Linked DNA regions of Arachis hypogaea: region 1 is linked to region 2. Evidence: chromatin contacts called from public Hi-C data. All regions are on one chromosome and are shown on one strand. The core of a region is the stretch at or near the end of the contact, and the rest is flanking DNA. Distances in the headings are between cores, read along the strand shown. Region 1 has its middle 6.9 kb from the start of LOC112711956. Region 2 holds the start of LOC112711955 (putative UDP-glucose glucosyltransferase).

The links. Hi-C and Micro-C count contacts between places; a contact is called where the count stands out from the background.
Region 1: a Hi-C map of leaf shows a contact between it and region 2, with 5 times the contacts expected there. The contact joins the enhancer-like site here to the promoter of LOC112711955 in region 2. A contact is called at or near these places in 5 of 8 Hi-C or Micro-C datasets (leaf and an unstated tissue).

The regions. Positions count from the first base shown.
Region 1 is chr9:112,259,496-112,264,556 of arahy.Tifrunner.gnm2.J5K5, forward strand. No RefSeq gene overlaps it. Among protein-coding and RNA genes, the nearest start is that of LOC112711956, 6.9 kb to the left of the region's middle. Within about 2 kb of position 1,961, at least 3 of the 3 cell types and tissues checked have open chromatin away from gene starts, as enhancers often do.
Region 2 is chr9:112,212,426-112,217,061 of arahy.Tifrunner.gnm2.J5K5, forward strand. It overlaps LOC112711955 (putative UDP-glucose glucosyltransferase), which reads right to left and starts at 3,036. Exons shown (of 1, transcript XM_025764713.3): 1 at 811-3,036. The coding sequence starts at 2,444. The coding sequence ends at 966.

The sequences.
Region 1 (5,061 bases), core at 711-3,210, 46 kb after region 2:
TATGACCCTAGCCAATTAATTTGGTTTTGTCTCTTTTTTCTTTCTTTTCTATTTAGTCACCAAAAAAAAAAATTTGACCTACCAATAAAATATTGACACATGACAAAAAAATTAAAGCTAAAACTAAGATGATTATCTCTTTCTTATAATTTTTTATAATTATTTTTATTAAAATAACTTTTTAATTATATTTATAATTATTATTTTATTATTATTTTTATTTTTAAAAAATAATTTCTTATAATTATTTTTACTAAAATAACTTTTTATAATTATTTTTATTTTTTAATTATTTTTATTATTATTATTTTTAATGATTTCTAAAAATAATGCCAAATTTATTTTTTAATTATTTTTATTATTATTTTATATCAAAATAAATTTTTTTATAATTATTTTTTTTGTAATTTTGGAAAACTAAAACCAAAATAATATTCTCTCTTATAGTTTTTTATGATTATTTTTAAACTAACACCAAGAGGGAGAATATCATTTTGATATTAGTTTTTCGAAATTTAAAAAAAATAATTATAAAAAAATATTTTGATAAAAATAATCATAACAAATTATAAAAAAAAGAATCATTTTAATTTTAGATTTAATTTTTTTGTCATATGTCAATATTTTACTTGTTAGTCAAACTTATGCCACTCTTAATCACCAAAACTAATGCTACCATAAAATTTTCCGATTAGATATATCTTATCTATTAGATATATATTAAAATCTAGAAATATAGAGTATATAAATAAACAGATATAGAATAGTTAAATTAGAGTATTTCAATAAAGAGAAATAGAAAAAATTGAATTAATAATTTAATAATTTTTTTAAAAAATAAAAAATATTGACAAATATCAACTAGAATATATTTATTTATATAATAAAAATAAATTACTAAAAATATAATCAAATTCGATTTATATTAATATTTTTTTTCGAATTTGAATTATGAAGAGCCAATTAGAAGTGTAACTAACTAGAACTAATTAGTTGAAAATAAAAAATATATTATAAAAAAAGTATTTTTTAAATTTAAAAATAAAAAATAAAAAAATTGACCTGAGTTAACTTAATGTTATAATTAATTCTTTAGATTTTTTTTTCATTTTTATAATAAAGATATAACAATTCGATTTGGTTAATAAATCCTACTTTTTTTCTTTATTTTAATCCAAATGTTTTTATATGAAAATACTAATAATAAAAAATTGTGGAATAATTTAATATATTTAAGATATGGTGTTGACAAATGAAGCGTGGCTATGGTGGTTATTGCAAAGCAAGAATGGAGAGGAGGTGCGTCGATGTGGTTTAATGTCGTCCACCTGACTCAGCAAGATTATGCCTTTGCCAATTCCCCTACACTTTCTCTTATTTTATGCCATAGTTGGATGATTCAAAAGCTTATTAGTCACCATTAATTTCCTTTATAACATGTTCATGAATTCAGACAGGAAGAAAGACGACTACAAAATATAAATAATTTATTTAATTTGAACAGCTAACAGCTACCACAAATAAAAGCAATTAATGTGGCATATGGGTATGCCGAAGCCAAATGTTGATGTGAGTGTGACCTACATTGCGCAAAAAACCCCACCGATGTTATATTTACCAATTTTGCATGTATTACTATAACATATTTAAGAAACAAAAATTATTTTCACAGAACCATTATTCCATTAGTGTTGATAATTATTAAAAAAATCTAATTTTATTCAAATATACTTATACATAAATATAATTATCCCACCATTTGTTTATGGTTCAAATCTTCCCATTAAAAAAATGTCCTATCTTCAAAATTTGTATTGACATATTAAATTAGTTGGTCCACTGGTTTTAAGGTTTTAGCTCAGGACAATCTATTTATTTTTGTAACCTCACATGTAGGCCCATTTATATTGGTCCAGGTTTACGATGGGTCCATGTCAATAAATAGGTTAGATAGAACGAAACGGGAAAAATCCATGACCAAAACAGAATAAATGAATGAAACGAAACACATGCTAGAGTATTAAGATGGACCACATTAGATTCGATTTTCTTTATTCACAAATCAAAATCATGAAAAGATCACCTTTCATGATTAAGAAATGTAAATAATGAGCCAAGACCCAAAAAAATGTAAATAAGCTCGTGCTGTATGTATAGTTTATACACGTGTAAATAGCTTGACATACACTTAACAATTACAAGCATCACACTATTAATTAGTGATTACATACACCGATATATATACTTACTATAATTAAGCAACAGTTTAATAAAACAACACAAAAGAAGGAGAAACCAACCTTTATATATAAAATTCTAGAGATGCATCATGCATGCATGTATTATATATATATATATATATATATATAGAGAGAGAGAGAGAGAGAGAGAGAGCTAGGTTTTATTATTATTATTATTATAATACTTATAGGTAGCTAATTATATGAGAGCTTATTATTAATGTCCCTTTCCTCCGCCGCTAGGACCAGACTCCATAACTTGCTCTAAAGTTCGAAAAACATTGTCATATTTGTGATCCTCATTATTAGCATCATTGTTTGAGCTTGACGATGATGAATCTGGGAAGTCATTCCCCACTAGCATTTCACCAGAATCATGCAACCCTAAATTATTATTAACTAGTGGACGAGCCATCACATGCGGAATGCTAAGATTGAAACAAATCATAATAATTAGAATAAAAGAAAAGACAAAAGATTGGTATTTGTTGCCAGCCATGATGACAATGCAAGGGAGTGTGTGGTTAAATTCTAGAAATTAAAACTAGTGCTTTTTCTATCTTTCTAGTTGATGTATGCTTGAGTTGCTTATAAGAGAATATGATAAATGTAATTCTATTTATAGTGATTTAAAGCAGATTGGGTATGGGATATTCATGATCCATCTTAGTCATTAAGATCTCAACACAGGAAAAATTAGGTTAAGGAGTGGAAATTGGAGAAGTTACTATACCTAATTACCCACGCAATGTATAATGTATTCGAGTTTTCGGGGACTATGGTTCTCTAAATAGTCAAATGAATTTCACATATTCCATCTCAATAAGCCAAGTGTAAGATCCATTATATCAATGCAAGAACGTTTATCTTATCTAGTTATTAAGAGTTCTAGTTACAATATAATCAAGGCATTTAAAAATGTTATAAAAATAATAATTATTTTAATGAATTTTTAAAATATTTTTATGTGAATATATGTATGTTTACATCTTAATAAGATTAATAATTATATATGGTATTTTATGCATTTACACGTCGTTTCAGTTATTTGTTACATATAATGCATGGAGGCTATAAGATATGAGAGATTTCATGTATGAAAGAATGTAGAACTTAAAATAAATAATAAAAAAGAGAAGATTAGTTTGGATAATATCATTTTGCGTTTAGTGTCGTTTCAATTGCAAATCAAAGTAATTAAAACGAAAAGAAAAGAAACGTGTATTTTAGGGACGACAATATAAAGTGGAAATTAAACGTATAATATAATCCAAGTTCAACGTAGTAGTGGAAATCTAGAAGTTAAAGCAACCAAAATGAAATTATATACACCAAGGACAGTGACATGCAGAATATTGGGATTAGGTTGGTAAAAGTTTTTCAGCGCAAATAAATAAGTGCAATAATATATAATGCGGAATAAATTATTGTGTATTTAATAATGCTTTTGCAAACTTATTCAACAGAGTTTTAAATTTATCATGATACAATAGTATATACGTTTGACACTACTACTGCATGATGATACATAATTTTAAGGGAAAGTACGAGGAACTAATGAAATATTTATACGTACAATGGAGGTTTATGAAATATTAGAGATATAATTATTAGTGTTACATTTTTTCATCGTGGTATCATGACATAGTATTAAAGCGCTAGATTCAAAAGGTCAAGAGTTCGATCCTTAGTAAACCCATCCCTTGTACTCGGATGGTTATTTTAAATAGTACAGGAGATGTATATACAGTTATTTGATGAGGATGTTCATTTTATAACTCAATAGCCATCGTATACTTTATTATGCTGTTTGATGCATAAACCATGTATATATACAGTTATATATTATTCCCTCGCTGCTCCATTCTAAATATTATTAGAATTTTAATCAGATTAGATATATATTAAAATTAATTATTAAATAAATTATTAATAAATAACATATCTTGAAATATAAAATATATTAAATTAAACAATATATATCTATATATAATATAGTAATTAATTTTGATGTATACTAAATATTTGTTTCACTTTAAAAACTATACATATATAATTCGCAATTTCAGGAGGCTAGCCGTAATGATTTGGTAAAAAAAAATTTAAAAAGAGTTTAAGAATTTTATTTTTGTGTGTTTAATAAATATAAAAAATAATAAAAATACTATTTGTACACAAAAATTAGTCACTAAAATCAGTCACTAATATATTAGTATATAAATATATGTATAATTTAATTTATTTTCAATGTATATTTATATTTTAATATGTATTTTATACTAGTGACTAATTTTAGTGGCTAATTTTAGTATACATCGTAGCATAACTCAAAAATCATATACTTATAATTTTAATTTTAAAAACTAATTTATATATATTTATTAAAATTAAAAAATTTAATATAATTTTATATATGTTAATTTAATACCAAAATTTATTAAATTTATATCTATTATAATTTATTTAAATTTAAAAAATTATTTTAATAAATATAATTATTATTGTTTATATTTATTAAAAGTTATTTTTAGTTTGAGTATAATAAATGCAACAGTTTTTGAAATGTTATTTTTCAAAAGTCAATTTTAATAAATTATTTTTAAAATGTAAAATGTTATAAAATGAAACCTTAGTCTATGATAATCACTCTCAAGTTTCAACCATCGTATTTCAGGTACAAGGTTATTCATTTGTTGAACAGATTTTTTCAATAGTTATAACGACGACAATTAATGAGTTATGTTAGTATGAAACTATGAATTCATCACATTTACAAAATAGACGATAGAAGAATCAACATAATTCACGTTAATAATATCTG
Region 2 (4,636 bases), core at 1,786-4,285:
ATAATAAATAATACACCATTATATATAAATAAACAACAATCCTATATTTCCAATGATTATTAACATTTTGAGCCAATATTTAATTAATAATAATTTACATTCACACTTATAACAATTTATTCATATAATTTATATTTATATTTATATTTATATTTATTAAAGTTAGTATACATAAATTAATAAATTTATACTCATTTATTAAAAGTTATATATATAAGATCTATTAAAAATAATTTAATATTTATACCTACTAAATCTTAAAAACTTACAACTCCCAAAATTTTCTCATGAACAAACGTTAACATTCTCTCTCTTTACTTACCCTATACTACGGCCATGGTTGTCTCCTATAAAGGTATTGAGTAAGCCTAGGCATAAAAAAAAACGCACGTGATCTGAGCCCCTCCCATGTGCATTGTACGATGGTGCTAATTAAGTGCTAACCTTATAAATGATTATATATTTCGGTGATAAACTGATATTAAACGGGATCACTCATTCACTCACTCACCTAACTCTTTTCTTCTTTGATTTCTTTGTTTACCTCACCTAACTCTGCTCTTGTAACAAAAATAAAGTAAATTCTTCTGGTTAGAAGACTAATATTCTTACCAAAGTCTTCCCCTACTTTCTTCTTTTCTTGCATGTGGATTCATTAATAATGTATCACACGCCAACTAGAATTTCAATTTATGTACCAGACGATAAAACAAATGAACACGTACAACAATAATTCAAATACCCAAAAAGGAAACAATTTTTGGAAGTGGGAGAACTAGTAGGAACAGTTCTTTTTGGAGGCTTTAGAAATGGAGAAAATAAATCTTCATAATTAATCTTGAATACGTTAATTCCAACAATAATAATGCATTAGAAACACTTAATAACAATCTGGTGATGAGAACAAAATGTTACAAATACAAATAAATCTTTTTAAAAAAGGAACAACATTAGTCATGATTCCCTTAATATGGAATCTTATTATTATTATTATTATTGTTGATGCTGCTAATGACATTAAGAGCAGCAGCACCACGGTTCTTGATATCTTCAACAAAGGCATCAAGATTCCGATCAGAAGAACCACCGTCAGAGATAGCATCGTCAGCCGCCTTCTTCCACTTCAACGCGTTCTGCTTCAACTGCTCTGCTTTTTCCCCAACCATGGCTTCTAACAAACACTTCTTAACCTCATATCTGTTAACGATCTTATTCTCTGCTTGGCTATAACCCAACCTGATCCCAGCGCCAAAAACATCGACGATGAACTTGGCATTGGTGTTCTGGTCACCCCAGGCAGGAAAAGTCAACATTGGAACACCAGAAGCCAGTGATTCCATTGTAGAGTTCCAACCACAGTGAGTGACAAAACACGCCACAGAAGGATGAGACAGAACCTCCTCTTGTGGACTCCATTGAACCACTTTTCCCCTTTCAGCAGTTTTCTCAACGAACCCTTCTGGAAGAACATGTGGCTTCACGTTCCAGTCCTTAGGTGGCAGCTTCAAAACCCACAAAAACGACACCTCAGACTCCAAAAGCCCATGGGCAATTTCGTCTATTTGCTCCTGCGGGTGGTACACCAAGCTCCCGAAGCTTATGTAAACCACCGAACGCGGTTCTCTCGAGTTCAGCCATTCAACGCAGTTCTCTGACTTTGTTATCATGTCTCCACGAATGTTACTTCCTCCCATTCTTGCTTTCGGGTTCTTGAACAACGGGCCCACGGGCCTTATGCTCATTGATTTCGAGAAGAAGCTGATGAAATCCTTCTCTAACTCCTCGTATGTGTCCACCAAGATGCAGAAGGGTTTGGACAAGTTCTTGAACTGTTCTAATATGACTGTTCCCAGAATCGGGAAGGGACTGAAAGGGTGCAAGAAATCTGGGATCTCGTTGTGTTTGAGAGTAACGGAAGGTAAATTAACATCGATGTAAGGTTGATCGTGTGAAGGGAAGCTAACCAGTTTGTGGTGGTAGTGATAGTAAGCGGTGAAGACTGCCGTTGACTGAATCCATAAGAGAGCAGAAGGAACACCGTGTTCTTCAGCAACGTCGCAAACCCACGGGAAGAAAGGGTTGTTTATGATGCAAGAGATTGGTTGGTTTGACTCTGCGTGCTTCTTGATCATTTGAGAAACGAATCTCTTTCCGACAACTTCCAGATGCTTCGTGTGATCCCCCAGATTCTTCCTGATGGGATCGTCGTCCTGTAAGCGATCGTCGAAGAACTCGAATTTGAGGAAACCATCGCCGACCGGAGCAACGAACTTCTCGGCGATGTTGTTGGCGTTTCTGATGTCCCTGCCGGCGTCCTCGGTGGTGGAGAAAGTGACGAATAAGCCCCTGGCGGCGAGGCACTTTCCTAGCCTCAGGAGAGGGTTTATGTGTCCCTGTGCTGGAAACGAAATCAGCAAGACGTGTATGGCAGCTTCAGACCCCATTTTTGTGCTTCTCTTTTCTTTCTTTCTCGCAAATAACACTCTCTTATGTTTTCTTCCACTACGTTAAATATACAGGAACACTCTCACCATATATCTTCACATCAAGATGCAATTAAAAAGAGGGGAATGCTAAATTTTTATGTCTTTAATTAATTATTAATATTTAAAATATAAAATAAAATATATTATAAAAATAATAATCGGGGCCACGCTATAGTAAAAGAATGATCCTCTTTAATTTTTTTAATATTTAAAAAAATATAATATGATTTTTTATTATTAATTTTATAAATAAGATCAAAATTAAATATAAAAAAAATAATAAAAAATAAAAAAATCATAATTGATAATATTTATTTTTTTTTAACCGAAGAGGATACACACTTTTTAATTATCGGTGTTGAACATATACTCCCTTATAGTAGAGTCTATCGTCATGATAAATTATATTATAAATTAATTTATTACTTCTAGAGCAATGCTCTTGTACAGTTGTACTCTATAAAATGTCCAACTCTGAGAAGATATGAATGTATACTTCCATTTATTTTGTTGAGTAATATTAGGGGCATTAATTTTTGTGATTGTTAATTATCAATTAATTATTAATAATGATTTGATGGTGTAAGATTAGTGTGAGATTTTATCTAATGACTCATCTTTTTCTAATTATATGTTAGCCAAAAATGTTATTTTCCGATAAAATAAATTGAAAAGAAAAAACTTAAAAAAAACATGTAAAATCAAAGTGAGCTACGGTAGTTATTTGCATATTCAAAATTCCTCACGCAAGTGATGATGAGGACACACTATAATATTATAATATATGTGTTTCATCGTCATCGTCATAACTTATTGTTTTCTCTTTATATAGTTTTAACTATGCGACACGAGTCCTTTTAATGAATTTCCTTCTTTTTCTTTTTTTTTTGTCAAAGATGAAAAATAATTCCTAACATAATTAATATAGTAAATATTTTTTATATTCACAACTCTAAGAACGTTTAACAAAAATAACAATAAGAAACTTTTTTATTTGAGCTGAAAAAAAAATAATGCATATATACAACTGCTGCATGCGCGGAGGACTTTGTATAAATATAGACAACAAGAGTATATAATTAAAATAAATATTTTAATGAGCATGAATATGTTTTCTATTTTATTTTTTTAGTATATATCTAAATACATCTTTTGAAATCGAATATTTTTTTCAAAAAAAAAATTATTACGTTAAAAATTTTGGACTTTACAAAAATAAACCATATAAATCTTCTTTCGTCATATTTTTAAAAATTTATTTATCTAAATAAAAATAATAAATCTAACTAAAATATAGATTTAACTAATATTTACCAAAGTGATTTGACCAAAACAAAGTTTAACCAATGCTATGCATGCGTGCTTAGCTGTAATGTGAGAACGACAAATTTAATTAGGTGATGAAAGCAGCTTTTAGGTTCGCATTAAGTGTTACATATACACGTAATATGTACGAAATAGATTATTTGCTCTTTTAACTATTTGAAAGAGAATTTTTTTTTTTATTTCACAAGAAAAAGAGGGAGGGGGGAGGAGGGGAATCCTTCTAACTTCATGAAATGAGAAAAAAGAATTAATGAAAATTTTATTTTTCATAAAATAACTTAATAGACAAAATAAGATAATTAATAAGAACCTCTTAGGGATTATAATGTGAAATAAAAAATTTTTCAAATATTAATATATTAAGAACTCAAGTGTTTCTTTAATTTTTTTCATGAGAAATGTGAAAATCATGGGCAGCTGCTACCCCCTGCTAATACGCCCCTAACTCCTGACGTTATTTCAAATTATTAAATCAATTATTATATATTTACTGTATATTTGCATATAAATATTTAATTTATTTTTAATATATTTAATATTTTAACATATTTTAAATCGATAATTAATTTGATAATGATTTTTAATATGGACATGTCATCATAGTTTATATATATGTATAACTATAGATATATGTGAATTCAGATTTAATATTTTAATGTCATTTCTAATCAAATCATCGGGCGGACAAAAACGAGGTTAGGTTTAAGAATTAAGATGTTATTTTTATAATTTAAATTTTAATAATTAATTTTAAAATAAAAGATTTATTTTAAAACAAGCAAAATAATTTCATATTTATCAGGTTTTCATCCTCATCAGCACAC